Linked DNA regions of Mus musculus: region 2 is linked to region 1. The links are chromatin contacts, called in public ChIA-PET maps. All regions are on one chromosome and are shown on one strand. The core of a region is the stretch at or near the end of the contact, and the rest is flanking DNA. Distances in the headings are between cores, read along the strand shown.

The links. ChIA-PET counts read pairs in DNA pulled down with a chosen protein or histone mark.
Region 2: a contact with region 1 is called in an RNA polymerase II ChIA-PET map of memory CD8 T cells, with 21 read pairs. The contact joins two enhancer-like sites. A contact is called at or near these places in 1 of 484 Hi-C or Micro-C datasets (B cells) and 1 of 115 datasets of contacts at active chromatin or transcription factors (memory CD8 T cells).

The regions. Positions count from the first base shown.
Region 1 is chr11:45,790,636-45,796,802 of GRCm38.p6, reverse strand. No RefSeq gene overlaps it. Among named protein-coding and RNA genes, the nearest start is that of F630206G17Rik, 14 kb to the left of the region's middle. Within about 2 kb of position 2,017, at least 59 of the 459 cell types and tissues checked have an H3K27ac peak or open chromatin away from gene starts, as enhancers often do. A contact at or near this core is called in memory CD8 T cells, where this site is marked.
Region 2 is chr11:46,112,706-46,118,612 of GRCm38.p6, reverse strand. It overlaps Adam19 (a disintegrin and metallopeptidase domain 19 (meltrin beta)), which reads right to left. Exons shown (of 23, transcript NM_009616.4): 6 at 5,664-5,856; 7 at 4,925-4,990; 8 at 122-193. Among named protein-coding and RNA genes, the nearest start is that of Mir8100, 13 kb to the right of the region's middle. Within about 2 kb of position 1,987, at least 67 of the 459 cell types and tissues checked have an H3K27ac peak or open chromatin away from gene starts, as enhancers often do. A contact at or near this core is called in memory CD8 T cells, where this site is marked.

The DNA of each region.
Region 1 (6,167 bases), core at 768-3,267:
ATTTTATCGAAAGGACCCAGATGTAGCTGTCTCTTGTGAAACTATGCCGGGGCCTAGCAAACACAGAAGTGGATGCTCACAGTCAGCTAATGGATGGATCACAGGGCTCCCAATGGAGGAGCTAGAGAAAGTACCCAAGGAGCTAAAGGGATCTGCAACCCTATAGGTGGAACAACATTATGAACTAACCAGTACCCCGGAGCTCTTGACTCTAGCTGTATATGTATCAAAGATGGCCTAGTCGGCCATCACTGGAAAGAGAGGCCCATTGGACACGCAAACTTTATATGCCCCAGTACAGGGGAACGCCAGGGCCAAAAAGGGGGAGTGGGTAGGTTGGGGAGTGGGGGTGGGTGGGTATGGGGGACTTTTGGTATAGCATTGGAAATGTAAATGAGCTAAATACCTAATAAAAAATGGAAAAGGAAAAAAAAAACACACAATCTGGGTTTAGTGGCTGGGTATAGGCAAGGTGATCAAGAGTTTAAAAGTCACCAATTGGTGACACAACAAGTTCGAGGCCAGCCTGGGTTGTATGAATGAGACCCTGACTCAAAAAAAAAAAAAAAAGAAGAAGAAGAAGAAAGAAAGAAACAAAACAAAACAAAACAAACAAACAAAAAAAGAAAGTCAGACAAATGAACAAAACCAAACAGCCCAGTGGTTTCTGGTGTACAGCCAGGTTTGAGAACCCCTGCTAGATATGTATATATATATTTTAAAAAACATTTCCTGGCAGGGACTTTCCTGGGGAGACAAGTTGTTACTGGCAAAAGGCCACAGCACATGCTGGTCTGGGATTATATTTCATGTTACAGATCTCCAGAGGTTTTTTGTTCTGCTTGGCCTCAGAGACCTGAGGAACTTCTCAGAACTCAGGATGGGAAGGAGCCAGGCATGCTGGGAGAGTTTGGGTTTGGCTCAGCAGCCCCCTCTGCTGTCAGAATTCCAAGGTTCAGTTCAGCAGAGCCAGCAGGGGATCTGGGAGGGAAGTGAAAACAGTCGCCTATGGATGCTATGGATGCCAACGGTAACCATAGCAACGAAACCTGTTGGTACCTTGAGGGTCACAGGAAGAGAGATTGCAGACCGAGTCTTAGAGCCAAGGAAGCTGTGGAGGTCGTTTGTCCCCTGCAAGCTCCTCTAGAGAATTTGGACAAATTAATTCTTCCTGAACGTCAGTTTCCTCATCTGAGCAGGGGAATAATGAGCTGCTTGCTCTGTCAGCTTTCCACACTGGAGACTATGGCAGTCTTAGCAGAATACGGAGAGTGGAGAGTGCTTTTGTCTGGCAAATGCTGCCAGCCAGTGACTGAACCATGTGTTGAGGAAGCTTTGGTCTCTTAATTGAGGTGGATCAGCCAGTTAACAAAACAAAGGAGAGGTGTACTCAGCCACTTCCGAAAGAACAGAGTGGGCCATGTTTATAAGGGTAGTTGAGGTTGGTTTTGTGCCTGGATGAATTAAAGTCAGGAGACCGTGCTCTTATGATACATTCACTTTCTCATGTATTCAGCTATTTTTTCAAAGCTAATTTTTACAAGGAAAGATTTCATGTTCCATAGACTGGCCTCAAACTCATCTTGTAGCTAAAGATGGCCTTCTGATTCTTCTGCTTCTACTACCTGAGTGCTGGGCTTACAGGTGTGTGCTGAGAACCCACTTTGTAAAGTGCTGTTGATAGAACTCAGGCTATCATGCCCGTTAGGTAGGCAAAGTCTCTACCAACCAATGGAGCCTCCTCGACTGAGCACCTCTTGCATGGCTGAAACTGTGTGAGAAGGCATGCTAAGGCAAATTAGATGCTCTTGTTTTGCCTTTGGCTGTTGATGTATTTTGCAGGTTTCGGTTGCCAGAGATGCCTTCAGTTAGGTGTTATGGTATCTAAGACCTCAACTAGGGGACAGAATATTAACTGCTATAAGTTGGGAGTTGTTTATGTGTCAGGCACTTCTTGTGTACTATCTTGTTCAGTAATCAGAGCAGAGGAGGAAATAGAGCTGAGGTAAGAGAGCAGGAAGTGGTGGTGGTGTGTACATGCCTCTAGCCCACATGGAAAATTACTTGTTTTTGTGAAAGGCTATGAAGTTCTAGGGAAAATACATTTACTTGGGTGTGTTCATTAGCACTACCTATAATAGTGCAAGTAACTCCAAATAGACAAAATGTATAAGACCATAGCATAGCAGCACACTTTAAAGAAACTACTGTCTGAGTGGGTTTGTACATATGAATGCAGTGCCAGCAGAGGCCGGAAGAGGGCGGCAAATTCCCTTGGTATGTGCTATGGGTACTGGGAATCAAACTCTGGTCCTCTGCATGAGCAGCGTGCATCCTTAACTGTGAAGCCATCTCTAATTAGGCATGGAAGGTGGCACAGGGAGGGGAACAATTGCCCAGCGAGCTTGAGGACCTGAGTTTAAGTCCTACACAAAGCTGGGTGTGGTGGTACATGTATGTCTGTAATCCTGATATTCCTAGGGATAGAAACAGAAGAATTCCTGAATGCTTGTTGCCCATCTAGCCTGGCTTAAGCCACTGCAAACAAAAAAGAGACCCTTCATTCCTTAGAAGGCAAGGACCCAGGAGTGAGGTTGTTCTCTGGCTTCCACATGTATTGTGGCTTGTGCACACCCCATTACAAAAATCTGCAACTGCTCGAGCGCTCGCGCGCGCGCGCGCACACACACACACACACACACACACACACACACACACGGGATAAAACAGATAGAGACTATTACATCTGGCTTTAAGCAATGACAACGACAACAACAACAACACCACAATAGAAATGTGGGGTCCCGGGGACCAAACTCAGGACAAGCACTTGACCAACTGTGTTCCCTTCTACCACCCATCTGGAGTTTGATTATGACAATTTCTAAACATAGAAAGAACTTGAAAGTAGGTCACTGCCTGACGGCATCGAGCAGAGCAAGGAGCGTTGGCTGTGGGCTCTGAAGAAATGTTACTGTGAGACCAGATGTGAGAGCTAAAGGGCAAGGTCAGTAACAGCATGGAAGGAAAGTAAGACTTGTAGCTGGGGACGAGTCAAGCTGACCAGGTAAGAGAGAGGGCAGGCAGGTTCTGGGAAGGCAGTGTCTGCAGGCTATGGTTGGTGACTCCCATGAAGTGATGAATCACTCTTTTTGCCCTTATACATATCTTGTTTCTTATACAGCCCCGTGTAAGCTTTAAGTAAGATGATATCTAACAAGGGTATTCCAGGCCACTCCATAGATAAGTAGTGAGGGGGCTACTTATGATGCACTCAATAAAGTCTGCAGCTACAATCTTGGCAACTATGGTAAGAGTCAGTTCGAGGTCAAAGTAAATTTGCAAGCTGGTAAGAGGACGTGGTTTAGCTAAGGGCTAAGAGACCCTGGCAAAATCTATAGCTAGCAGTACTTCAAGGTTAGTGAGTGACGGGGCTGGCCATGTCTAATGGCCAGAACACAATGAAAGTCACTAGCTATCAAAATGAGTCAGAGAGGGAGTGAGGACATCAAGGCATGGCCATTCTCCCAATGACAGGAGCAGCATGTGTGCAGCACATGAGCCTGTCCCTGGTACAGGGGGTGGGGGCACAGGTCTTGAGCTTGTTGGCTCTCCATCCTCTCAATATTCAAGGTGCTCAGAGAATTAACCAATCTCAGTAGAAATCACCCCAGTCTGTTCATTTTCTACTGTAAGTCCTATAAAAATCCTTACACGAAGAAGCCCAGTGCAACCCATTTGTGCCCCACTCCATACTCCCCCCCACCCCCCATGTACCACAGGGGGTTTACTTTTCTCACCATCCTTCCTTGGTTCCATCTGGAGCTTTGCTTGGTTTCTGTCACCCTCAAAGCCTTTGTTAAATCTTCTCTACAATCAAAGCTCTTTTTCAGGGCCTAGAGAGACGTGTAAGCAGTCAAAAGACCTTGCTGCTCTTGTGAAAGACCTGGGTTCAATTCCCAGCACCCACGTGGCCGCTCACAACCTTCTTAATTCCAGTTCCAGGGGATCTCAGTTCCTCTCCTGGTTTCTGGCAGCACCAGATCTACAAAGCTATGTACAGACAAAGCACCTATACATGCAAAAGGCATGAAAAAAATATAAAACAATAACCTCCAGTCCTTTAAAAGTGCATCATATTTGTCTCTGTGAATTTTGCTCTTCGAGATTCAGAGATTAAAAGCCCAAACCAAACTGTCACCTCAGTAACATGTGTGTGGTCATGAGTGTCTCACATGCTAACTCGATCCAGTTATGCATACCTGAGACAAACGTCAGTTGTCACCTTCACATTCAGAGATACCCACTTCTCCCATTTCAGCAAGGTCCAGGCTTCAGAGAGACCACGGAGAATAGTAAGGAGAATTGAAGTAAGGAGTCAGATTAGGGGTTAGGTTCACATCCAGACAAAGTTCTCTTCTTGCTCATTCATTTTGGGCAAGGGCTTGCATCTCTGCTCATAAGCTTCTCTCCTTGCTGAATGAAGACACTCTTAACTTTGTGTGTTTTAAACTGGATGAAGATACAGCCACCATTGTTTATGTAGGTGCCTGGGCAGCCTTTTGTCTTGGAGTTGGTAGCAGCTTCCATCTGGAATAGCCAGGTTTTAAATTTTCCCATTAGACCACAGAACAAACTCACTTAGCGATTTCACCCTAGCCAAACTCAATGAAGAGACTCGAACGAAGAGACAGCTATGTCACACATCTGCTGCTGGACCACTTGGCTGGTAGGTTTTCAGAGGTTGTAACCAACAAAAGAACAGAAATAAGCTCTCAAGGAGACCTGTGGGAGGGAGGGAGATTAAACTCTTCAACTCTTTAACTTCTACTAGTCAAAGCAGTAGCTCTAAAAAACCACATTGCCAGTCACTTAGCTTTACCACAGAGCTGTCTGTCGTACTGGACCATGGTTCTTCCCACACTTAGGCACCCACTTCCTTGAAATACATATGCTACCTATAGGGTGTGTATCTATACCTATAGGGTGTGTATCCATCTCATGCATCTCTTTCCTCTGTTGTTCTGAGTTATGGGGTGGCAACCTATTTTTCCAAAACTGCATGATCTCTATCGTTATGAAAACCACACATGTCTCAGTCATGATAACTTAACCCAGTCAATATCTTTCATGGCTGTTCAGTAGAAAGTTTGTGGCATTAGTACGCTTTTTTTTCAAGATTTATTTATTATTATATCTAAGTACACTGTAGCTGTCTTCAGATGCACCAGAAGTGGGCATCAGGTCTCATTATGGATGGTTGTGAGCCACCATGTGGTTGCTGGGATTTGAACTCAGGACCTTCGGAAGAGCAGTCGGTGCTCTTAACCACTGAGCCATCTCTCCAGCCCATTAGTACGCTTTTATGCTTAAATTTACATTAAGAATTTTGGGAAGGGGATGTGACTAAAGAGATGGCTCAGTGGTTGAGACTATTGGCTACTCTTCCAGAGGATTGGAGCTTGAATCCCAGCACCCACATGGTAGCTAGTAACTGTAACACCAAATCCTGAGTACCAAATGCCCTCTTCTGGCTTCCTCAGGCCATGTATGTGTGATGCACAGGCAAACACGTAACCAAAACACTCAAACACATGAAATTTAATAAATAATTAAATATTAATTTTTCCCCACAAAACTTACAATTAAAAATTTAGACTTCCTTCACACCCGTTTGCTTGTCTGTAAATACTCAGGAATCTTTTACAGGTGGTTTGATTGGATAAGGGAGCACGAATGGAAGATAAAAGAAATGAAACCTCCTTAACCCACCTTGAATTTTGTTTCTTTTTGTGTGTCTTTATGTACGTTATGCAAGCACATGTGTCGTGCATATGGAGGCCAGAGGCTAATATTCAATGTCTTCTTCAATTGCTCTCCAGATTGCGATTATGATCATTATTTACTACGACGACGACTACTACTGCTGCTACTACCGCTACTATTGAGACAGAGTCTCTCACTGAACCCAGATTGTGCTGATTTGGCTAGATTGGTTGGCAAGCACACTCCAGGGGCGCTCCTGTCTCTGACTACCCATTGCTGGATTATCTCTGACTGACTTCCCATTGCTGGATTATACACGCTCTGCTACGTAGGGCTCTTTGTTTATGTGTAGGGGATCAAACTCAGGCCCTCATCCTTGACTGACAAGTGCTTTACAAACT
Region 2 (5,907 bases), core at 738-3,237, 320 kb before region 1:
CCTCTGGTTGATAGCTCAGGGTCCCAAATCAGCAACAAGAGCTCAGGTGTGTGTGACTTCTTGCCCTGCAGACTGTCTGAGGTGCAGCAATCTCCCCCAGAAAGTACACACCTGGTCTCACCTTATCAACATAGTTGGCAATCTCCATGAGCTTGCGTTTGGTGGCATCCTGGTCATGTCGATTCTTCTGAAACTAAACAGGACAAACAGAACCAGGTGAGACAGACCCCTCCACAGCTCTCACCCAAGGGTCTTCCGTGTGCAGTCATTTTTCAGTAATAGCCCTTCCCATGGCTCTCAGCAGGAAGAACCTGAGTGAGATCTATCTTGGCTACCTCCATCTCCCAGGGCAAGGAAGCAACCAGAGCAGATGTGATTATCTTCTTCCAGCCCCTTCAGGTAGTTATTTTCCTGACTTTATATTACAATGCTTCCGGTTAGCTCACTGATCAATCAGAGGAGGGAATGGTCTCTTTGCTTTGCTCATCAACCCAATAGGAAGCCACCATCACACATCTTATAAGGCTTTCTCCTACATGTGGTCAGTTGTCACTGATCTAATGGTTGCTAAACTGCTCTATGGACAAGCTGTGGTGCTTAGCACAAAAGGGGCATATGGATGTCAGGTCTTGATGACACCCTACAAGAGCTTCAGTCACAGTGGAGGGAGAGCCAGAAATAACCATAACAACAAATCCTCTACTTAAGAAAGAAGGACACAATTTAAAAGAGCTAAGAAGCCGGGTGTGGTGGCGCACGCCTTTAATCCCAGCACTCGGGAGGCAGAGGCAGGCGGATTTCTGAGTTCGAGGCCAGCCTGGTCTACAAAGTGAGTTCCAGGACAGTCAGGGCTACACAGAGAAACCCTGTCTCGAAAAACCAAACCAAAAAAAAAAAAAAAAAGAGCTAAGAAACTCACTGAGAACCTACACGGACTAACTGCAGTGGGGGGGGGGCATGCAAATGTCACATAGGGGGTGCTGCCAACAGGGCCATGTGGCATCAACATGGTTTTGCCTTCCACATGATTCCAAGAGGCAGTGCCTTCTTTGGTGAGAAAGACTCTTTGACTTCATCATCACTGTGAAATCAGACATCGATAATGGGGCATAGGAGAGAAGAGTGTGCTGAACTTGATTAGAATGTCTGCCTAAAGCCCCATTAGGAGGCTTTGTATTACCACTTCTGTCTGAAAAGGACAGACCTCTTTCACCTTCAATAATGAAGTAGGGAAATTGTCAGGATGGGAAGACGAAAAGATTTTAGAACTGTAACCTCCCCCTGCCCTAAAGGATAGACATGCCCTGTGTGCTGTCATTTTGACCCAGAATCTGGATAGCTAGTGAAGGTATTGTTAGGTGGGTATTCCTTATTCAAGCCGTTACAGGTTTCCTCCTCCAGCTCTTCCAGAATACCCAAATGAGGTGCCCTAGAGTATTGGTTTGGCAAGGGCTGACTCCCAGCTCTGGTACACCACTTCCTCCCTCTTGTATTAATTCTGCAACAGTCCTTGACTTCTTTGGAACTGACACTCACCAGAAAAGAACTCCTTTGCTACCCTTATCTCCTACAGAGGTAAATTCTAGAACCCTGTTGCATAGACCTTTGCAAACTGTTTAATCTAGAAGTTTCTATTACCAAGACCTCCTGACTTCTAAACTAGTCCTGTGGCAAGAGTCTTTCCACTTATTTAGTAAACATTTATTACTGCATTGGGAAGAGATTTCTGGCTTCCAAATATATTAATCCTATCCTCAAACAGTAAGGCCCAGTGAGGCCACCATAGTTGAAACAGTGTGTCATGTTTTCCAGAAGACTCTGAAGCAGGAGTTGGTAAGCTTATTCTACAAAGCGCTACTGAGTAAACATGATGAGGCTTGGTAGACCACATGATCGTAGACCACAGCTGCTCAGTTCTGCCTTGGTGGAGCACAGCTACCCAGTTCTCCTTGGTTGCTTAGAAGCTTCCAGGATACCATAAATCAAATGGTATGGCCCTGCTCCAGAATAATACTCATAGGAACATGTGATAGGTTCACATGGGCTGTAGTTTACAACCTCCAGTCTTAAAAAATATGTGCTTCAGTGTTACCCTTTCTGAGGCAACCCCGGTCATATAACACGGTAGGCCAGCCTTTCCCAGATATCTTACATCCTGCTGGTACCACCAAAGTTCTTTACAGCCCTATGTCTAAACCCATTCTTTCCCCTCCCCCAACGTAAGCCCCCCTCTTTGCTCCCATTGCATTCTATTTCACTTAATAAATGAGGGAATGTGCCAGGATCCACCCAAGCAGCTCTCTCACACGCCTCCTTGCCTACAGAATGGACATGCTGAGAATCATCCCAGAAGCTCCCACCTCGATCTTGGCCCAGGCAGAGAGCCACTGCTTGCTTGCTTGCTTGCTTGCTTGCTTGCTTACTGCTGACAGCTCTCTCTAGATGCCAATAGCACAACCTCACTGCCCAGAGCTTGCTTTCCCACTCGAAGCATCCCTCTGGCTGCTGTGAGTTCCGAGCCCGGAGATAGCGGCTGTGTCTCAGCACTGGGGGATAAATCACAAATACTACATCCTTCCCTTGATTCATCTTCCTGCATGCTCAGATTAACGACCAGGAATATATTTCTGCCAGCAGATTCTGGGCTGCAAATCTTGCCTGGCCTGATCCAACCCTGACATGAATCATTCAAAGCCTACAGCTGAGAGATGTTCATGACACTGAGAACTGAGAGATCCCTGACTCAGCAAGAGGTACGAGTCATGGGGGTGACTTGTAGCTAAGGGGGTGAGGATGTCTATGTGACTGACTGGTGCTTTTTAAGGGGTGCTTCACTCCCCTGCATCAGTAAGATCCTCTGGGTGGTCCCACAGCCATGGTGGCACACCTTCAAACAGAGCCTTTTCTTGCCTGGTTTGCTGGGAGTCTAGCTACCCAGCAACAGACCACTCCCCAACTCCTCCTCTTCTATGCCTGCTGGAGACTCACAGGTTAAGTGGCTTGTAAAACCCTGCACCAAGGACCCACTGGGCAAAAGAATAATACTCCTCCCTTAAACTGGAGCGGGGGGGGGGGGTTCTAAGTGCCTCACTCCATTGGAGTCTCAGGACATTTTATCTGAACAATCTTAGGAAAAATGACGAAAGACCTTGTATCAGACGATACAAGATATAAAGCTTAAATGGAGAACTCTCTGGGAGGAAAGACCTTGCTTTCCCCCAGGAACCTTCACAATACAGAGAGCCAAAGGTGCCGCTATGGGGTGGGGCTAAGTGGGTTACTTGGCTGGCTTTGAAGCCAACCTTTGTTGCTGCTCCCCCATCTACACATCAATCTGTAGAAAGAAAACAAAAACCCTAGAACCCACCCATTCCTGACTGCTGGGGGGTGGGGTGGGGGGAACAATGCCAACATCAGCTTAAGAAAGCTAAACTCTTTTGAAAGTAAACACAATGTTCCCTCCCAGGAAAGCCCTTCACCTCCACTTCGCTGCCCAGTGAACTCCTCCTGTCTTTAAGAAAGAAGGCTAAAGATCCTTCTCTTCCGACCTCTAGCTCTGAAAATAAGCTCTCAAACCTGGGCTAGAACTCCCTCACCCGCTGGCATTGCTCCGACCCACGCTGTGGAGCTGCAAAGAAAGAGGCCACTGGGGAAGCTGGTAGCCCCAAGTAGAGAGGACAGGAGACCATGATACAGTGATGAGCCCCCACCCCCACTTTCATGGAGTTTTGCAGTGCTCAGCCAGGGCACAGGAAAGAGTGTTTGGCTGTGGTCATGTCACCACACGGTATGGGACTTGAAGGTAATGCATGGTTAATGGAAATATGGGTGGTGGGTGCATGGAGGGCTTCCAGGAGGAAACAGAACTCCTGGACTCCAGGATAAGTCTCCATTCAAGCTTTCTTTACACGCCACCTGCCATCTTTGGCATCACCAGATCAGAGAGGGTCTACCAAGGCTCTAAACCACACCAGATCTGCTGTGTGCATTTTAAGCATCACCAAGGGCCCATTTCAGTGGCTCCCATGCCTAGAGCTACAAGGGTTTTGTGCTTCTACAGCAAAGTTCAGATTCAAGAGCAGCTCTGGCTCACGGCTGCATCCTGATGCCAAGCACTATGTTGGAACGGCACAGAAAAAATCAGGAAGTCGCCTGAAAAAGTGAGACAAATGACTGGGCCAGGTGGACAGGTGTCTGTGAAATCTTGGGGCCTGTCCAATTCGAGGAAAATGAGTCAAGGGACTATCCTGCTCTTTTAGGCCAGTGTTTCCCAAGCTTACCCGCTATGCATCAAAACCAATCCGATGTCTTATGAAACCATGGATTGTGGGACCCCCACCCTGATGATCTGGGGTTCGAGAGATCTGGAGTGAGGCTAAAAAATTTGCATTTTTTCACAGTTCCCAGGTGCCACAGATGCTGCTGCTCTGGGGACATTTAGGAAGCAGCAACATGGTTATAAAAATAGATACACATGTGAGAAGACTGTATCTGATCAGATGCGGCAGGCGCCTGATACCTTTGTAAAACAGAAGTCTACAGGATTCTCTGAAGGATTACAGACAGTCCTAAGAGAAAGCATCCAAACTGTAGGACCATGAGATCCAGTCTAAGCAAAGCCCGTGCTTCCGTGGCTGTCCTAGGAGTGCCTTTCCTTGGCTTTTTGCTGTTTTCTTTTTTTTTTCCTTACTGTTTAAAATGGCTAGAAGAGGGCTGGAGAGATGGCTCAGCCATTAAAGGCTAGGCGCACAGCCAAAAATAGAAAATGGCTAGATTTAAGGTCAGATTTAGGATCAAATTTATATGATAAACTAGAAAAAGATGAATGTGATGAGTTGGTGCTTTCAAGAGAGAAGGTTTGTCTGTTTGTTTCTTGTTTTTTGTTTTGTTTTCTGTTTGCTGAAATCCATTGCTGACCCCTTACCTCTGCATAATCAGCCACCAGGTAAAGCTCCACGTACTTCATAGAGTGTAGATCTTCCCGTTTCATCTGGACAAGAAGAGACAGAAGCAGGTCAGTGCAGTAGAAATGGCTGGCTCCAGCTCATTCCAAAAGGCAGCTGAGAACCACATTGGTTAATAAGCTGTGACCTTTTTACTTCTTTTACATTTAGGCGTTAGGGACAGTTCTGGCTGCAGCCCACCATCACCATCTGCAACGGGTTATTACTCAAGGCCTTTCTGAGCCATGGGATCTAATCCTCTAGTCTCAAAAAACAAAGAAGCCAAACTGGCTAGCACAGGCAAAAATTGAGGCCAGCACCCCACAAGGGAACATGCCGACAGCTTAGTTCCCAAGTAACTTTGAGACCACAGACCTCTGTTCTCAGTGTGAACAAAACAAATATTGTACATCAGATGAGGTAGCTATTCCAAGAGGGGAAGTGACATTTTTTTTAACCTTACACAGTGTTTTAAACCAGTATCTTAGAATATTTTAAATATAAACAGTGATTCTCTTACAAAGGTATCTCACTCAACAATAGAGAAAGAGAGAGAGAGAGAGGGAGAGAGAGAGAGAGAGAGAGAGAGAGAGAGAGAGGTGGGCTTTTCCCTCTTTCTTACCCTTCTCTCTCAATCTAGAAATACCCCTGGAACCAAAGTAAGGGTGCAGAGAGGACAGGCTCCAGTCTGCCAGCTCCACTGGGAACCTGAAAACTCACTCTGCGAGGTTGCTTTTTGGTCTGATGTGTAAACTGAAGGGCCCAGTCCTTCGAGGTGGGCCCGGAGTGCTCGAACCCACAGTTCCCCGGGGGCAGCGTGAGATGTTCGGATCTGTAAATACGGTGTTGGCTGTCGCTGTTAGGGACGGGCTCGATGATGTAGCTGAGGTTACTTCTCACTATAATCAGTCCTCTGTGGATAAGAGAAATGGAAGCTTCGGTCAATGCTTCCGGAAAAGTCCCT